2 separate regions of the Macaca mulatta genome follow, and region 2 is linked to region 1. Evidence: chromatin contacts called from public Hi-C data. All regions are on one chromosome and are shown on one strand. The core of a region is the stretch at or near the end of the contact, and the rest is flanking DNA. Distances in the headings are between cores, read along the strand shown. Region 1 holds the start of MSL2 (MSL complex subunit 2). Region 2 holds the start of PCCB (propionyl-CoA carboxylase subunit beta).

Region 1 (2,652 bases), core at 115-2,614:
CCCAAATTACTGTTCTTCCTTTATCTAATTTTAAAGAAAGCGGAAGCCTTAACGTGCCTGAATTTCCCAGGTTCTAACTAAACAAGTGGATCACCAAAACTTCAAAACTTCGGATAGACTATTAAGTAGAGCTTTACTTTACTGCTTTGCCAGTTGCCCTTTCCTTTGTATTAACGTCTCAGTCCAGGTTTTTCGAAAAGCAAGTAATTATTATACCTGCACAGTTAACACTCAAATTATCACTTTTGAGATATTTTCCTTAGACAATTTAGCATATGTCTTCTATCTTAAAAATAATTAAAAAGTATCCTACCTACCACGAGTTAATATTTTTTGAACAAACACATCTAAAATAACCCTCGACGAAGCCAAAGTATGTTAAACCACAAAATGAAAACGTGGTAAGTAAAAATCCCACCAGTTAAAAAGCACTTCGAGTACCACCAGCCTTCCCCGGCTTGCTGTTAACCGTCAAACCGTCAAAGCATTTGGGGATGAACCCGGGGGAAAGTTCCGCGCCGGGTTCTCCAGCTGTGGGTTCATCAGCTTAGCCCACCACTCCCACGTAACACCAGCTTGGGGAAATGCAAACACGCCACATGTGCATGTCTTCGTCATGTTTACCCACTTTTAACCGCTGTAGGTACGAAATCAGCTCCCGCGGCAAAGTATTGTGCATGCATGTTACCCCCACTTAAACCACTACCACCAGATGAACCGAGGCGAATTAAACCATTTTGAACGTTAACGCCACTGCACAAAGCGGTCTGAAAGGGTTCTCTGCCTTTCTGAAATGCCGGGCAAAAGTCCCTCGGCGAGTTTCAAAACTAATGACCGCACAGCGCGACACAAATAACAAAAGCTTAATACCAACCACCAGGCCGTCGACCCGCTCACGTTACCACTGCCCAGAAGGCTTTTTAAAAACAAGCATTGAAAGGGAACAATAAAAAGCATCTCACCGCAAACACAGCACGAAAGGGACTGTCGGAAGTAAGGCAAGAGCCTGTTAATCTCAGTAAACGCCTTGGGGTCTCCGGGGTCGTAGTTGAGCACTAGGCGGCTCGCGGAAATGTAGAGAGCAGTAGCATTCACGGGGTTCATTGCAGACACTTCGACACCAATGGCTCCCGGTTGAAAAGAAATTCCGGATCCAACTTTGTAAGCAGCCAGGGAACGATGGCGAATTTGCAACAATTCGGAAGAAATCAGAGCCGAACCATTGGCCAAACAAGTAACCAGAATCCGTGCAAGTTTGTGGAGCTGAAGCAATCCTCCCACACATGGGGCCTTGGCGCCCCTCCGTCCCTGAGACTTCCAAAAATATAAGAGAGAGAGAGAGAAACCAGCGTTCGAGTTCGTCCGGAGCGACCACAGAGCGCAGAACGCGGCGGCTTGGGCGCTCGGGGCGGGACTCGGCGCTCAGTCTAGCCCCGCGGCTCGGCGGGCGGCCTGCACTCGAGCTCCATCTCCGGACACGGAGGCGCCTCCTCAGGTCGAGCTGGCGGGCGCGGGAGCAGGCCCCGGCCCCGTCTGAGGCGCGACACGCTTCTCCCGGGCTGCAGAGCCTCTTACTCCATCCCAGTGCAGGGCGCGGAGGCGGCGGCGAAGGCAAGGACGACGGTCGGGCGGCGGCTTCCCGGATCTAGTGCAAGACACCGCGGCGGCGACGAAGGTTGCTGTTGCGGCTGGCGGACGCCGTCGCCGCACTCTCCATATCGGACGCGGGGCCCAGACTGCGCCCTGGCTCTCCGCCCCGTAGGCTGCAGCCCGCAGTTCCCCGAGGTGGCGAGGCGGGCGAGAGTCCTCAACCCGGAGGGGAGGGCCGGGGAGGAAGTGCGCGGGCCGCCGCCGGCGGGCGGGAGGGGGCGGGGAGCAGGCCCGACCGGGCCGCGGCGGCGCCCCTCGCTCCTCAGTCGCACACTCCGGGGTCACCACACGCAAGCGCCGCCCCCTCACTGCCCGGCCATCTTTTCGGCGCCGCACACACAGACGACTCCTCGACCGAGCACGACGGCCGCCGCCGCCCTCAGCGCCTTCCCGGCCGCGGGAGGCAAGCGCTCACACCGCCAGGCCCCGCCGCCGCCGCCCAGCGCACACAGCAAGGCCTCGCCGCCCTCACCCCGACTCCACGCGCCACCCCAGCTCGGTAGGGCCCGGGCTGCTGCGGCCTTAATGGATCCCGCGGGCTGTGCGGCGCCTCAGGCCTCTGCTGGCGGCGACGACGACCGTTACCCCAACGGGCAAAGCCACTGTCATCCCCGAGACTCCCCCGCCGCCGTCGTCGCTAGCGCTCGCACGCATGCGCAGAGCACACTCTCACCCCTCCCCCCTTTCCTCCCTTCGCTTCCCTTTTCCCTTGCTTCTCCTCTAACAACCCCCTCCACAGCCTCCCAGAGCTACCGGCTCACTCCACGCATGCGCAAGCCGCTACCTAGCTCCGCCGCCTTTCGCCCTTACGCGTGCGCTTTGACCGCCCACCCAGAAAACCGGATAAACACATCAGCCCGCTCGCGCCAGTCCCTCACCGCTGCCAACCCACCCTGGGCTCACTGCGCATGCCTGGCTCTCCACTTCGGCTCTCAGAACGGAGCATGCTCTCTGCGAGCCGACAGCTCTCGCCGCCCCTCCCCCACGTGCTCTCAAATTCCC
Region 2 (2,652 bases), core at 58-2,557, 53 kb after region 1:
TTCGAGCTTGCAGTTCCAACTCACTCCCAGGTGATACTGAAGTTGCTGGATTGAGAAGATTCCCTCCTTGTCCAAACATTGGTCAGGCTCTTCTGAGCTGTCTCTTTGACTAGGCTTGAGCTTGGGGCTTCCATGTCTTTCCTTGTGGAATTCCATTTTAGAAAGAATCTTGCCAAGTCAGTTTAGCCAGAATCCTCCATTCCTGATATCTGATTACTCTCCATATCTGGTTTTGATCCATACCGCCACCATCCCCCAGGTGATGTTAGGTTACCCTGACCTGCCTTTGGCAGGAATCCTGTTAGGTCGATTTAGCCAGATTCCCCGCCGATGTTTCCTCTTAGTAATTTTCCATTCCCTGACTTCCACACACTGCCCCTTAGCTATAAATTCCCACTTTGCTATATTCAGCCCAATCGCTCTGACTTACTGCAAAACTCTGTCCCTACCTCTGTCAGATTGGGCCTGAATAAAGTTTGCCCTACCATTCTTAAACATGAGTAATTGTCATGAATAATTTTTTCTTTAGTGGGATTCATACTTTGAGAACTACTGATTAGAGGTTAAGGGTCCTGTGCTCATTATTTGGCACATATAATGATAGGTCTCTGAGTTTAAATCCTAGCCAACCACATCGTTAGTCTTGGCTTTTTTGTCAGTCTTGGCTTTTTTTTTTTTTTTTGAGACAGGGTTTTGCCCAGGCTGGAGTGCAGTGATGCAATCACGGCTCACTGCAGCCTCGACCTCCTGGGCTCAAGCAGTCCTCCAGCCTTAGTCTCCCAAGTAGCTGGGGTCACAGGTGCAAGTTGCCATGCCCAGCTAATTTTTAATTTTTTTGTAGAGGTGGGGTCTCACTATATTGCTCAGGCTGGTCTTGGGCTCCTGGGCTCACCTACATCGGCCTCAATCTTGCCTCTTGATCAAATCACTCATCTCTTCATTTACCTCATCTGTGAAATCCAGATAATAAGCCAGTGCATGGGAAGTGCAAAAAGCAACACCTGGCACAATGCTTAATAAATGTTGGTTAAATCCTATAATCTTATTTTCTGTAGGAAGTGGGACGACAAAGTTAGGGGTCTAGGAGGTCAGAGAAGAGTAAGGACTATGTCCCTTTCTTGTGCAGCCAGGCGGGCCCTGTACTTTCTGTCTGCGCGACCCTCCTCGGGCAGCATCGGGTCTCGAACTCTCACGCCTTACTCCCAAGCAGGTTCTGTAGTCCAGCCCCCGGTTTCCCTACAGTCAGCCGATGCTGCGCAAGCGCCTTAACCACGCTTTACGCACATGCGTACTCAGGTGCGCCGATAGGGGACGCGCCGGCGCAGCAAAAATGGCAGCGGCATTACGGGTGGCGGCGGCTGGGGCAAGGCTCAGCGTTCTGGCGAGCGGTCTCCGCGCCGCGATTCGCGGCCTTTGCAGCCAGGCCACCTCTGTTAACGAACGCATCGAGAACAAGCGCCGGACCGCGCTGCTGGGAGGAGGCCAACGCCGTATTGACGCGCAGCACAAGCGAGTGAGTCCTGAGGGGCCTTAGTGAGTCCCGCCCCTGGCGTCCACGACCTATCACAGCGTGCCCGGCTTGTGGCGTCCGAGGCCTCCCTGCCAATCCGCACGGTGCTTGGAGGGGCGGGGGCGAGGGTGTTCACTTTGAAAACCTGTAGCGTTTCTCGTGGAGGCGGGTATAACGAGCAGAAGCACCTGTGTGCTTCTTCACAGTGTTTAACCCTTGGGATTTAGACAGATCTGGCTGGTCTCCAGCCAGCTCACCACTTAACATAAACTTTTGGGCAACGTATTAAATCTCTGTGCGTCATTTTAATAATTCTTCCTTCACAAGCGTATCGTTAGACCATAGATAGCAAAACGATAGGCACTCGGTAAAAACGATGTGCTTGTTCTTCTCGTGCCCCATGAAAGAGTGATGGTAGATTCTTTCTCCTTTGTGGAAGCAGGAAAACTGAACTTAGGCATACTCCACTAACATGAAGTGGGGGATGTGCGCGTGCAGGGAACTTGTGGAACGTCTGCCCGCAGAATGCCTGGTCAAGCTCTTTAGGGCCTTAGCATGCCTCGCCTTGATGGGTAGCAAAGGCATGTGTCGGAAGCAGGTGACTTTCTGGGAGTGCGCAGGCTACTCTCGATGTTTGGCTGGACTGACCAGCTGAGGTTCTGCCACCCACCGCCTGGGTTTTGAGGCGAGAATCGCAGCTGGCCTTCAGAGATAAGCTAGGTGGCCCATTTTGGAGAGGTGACCCCTGACTAGAAACCAGGCTTGCCCAGTGTGTCCATGACTCGTGGGTGTGTCTGGACTGTTGTGCTGAACGAATTAAAGAACCAACGGGAAGGTGCAGAAGTGAAACTCTTACAGGTGAAGAGTATTCAAGCACAACTCACAACCATGAGGGAGGCACTGGGGGAGGGATGGGGTCTTAAAGTGAGGGGATTTGAACAACTCTATATTTGTCTCGTATTGATTCAGGTGTCATAAATTCGCATTTGACAAGGACCCGTAGGTGACAGTTCCTTTTGACACGAGAGTAAAATGTAAATTTAGTGATGGTTTGTGGTACTAGGAGTGCTTTCTCTCTCTCCCCCTGGGGCTGCTCTGTTAGGGCTGAGGGAGATGTTAGATCATCCTCTGAAAAGGCCTGT

The links. A called contact is a pair of places that touch in the nucleus more often than the background predicts.
Region 2: a Hi-C map of liver shows a contact between it and region 1, with 4 times the contacts expected there. The contact joins the promoter of PCCB here to the promoter of MSL2 in region 1. A contact is called at or near these places in 4 of 14 Hi-C or Micro-C datasets (CD4 T cells, blood, fetal cortex germinal zone and 1 more).

What each region holds. Positions count from the first base shown.
Region 1 is chr2:39,200,446-39,203,097 of T2T-MMU8v2.0, forward strand. It overlaps MSL2 (MSL complex subunit 2), which reads right to left and starts at 1,365. Exons shown (of 2, transcript NM_001266958.1): 1 at 963-1,365. The coding sequence starts at 1,104.
Region 2 is chr2:39,253,435-39,256,086 of T2T-MMU8v2.0, forward strand. PCCB (propionyl-CoA carboxylase subunit beta) reads left to right here and starts at 1,308. Exons shown (of 15, transcript NM_001265851.1): 1 at 1,308-1,513. The coding sequence starts at 1,331.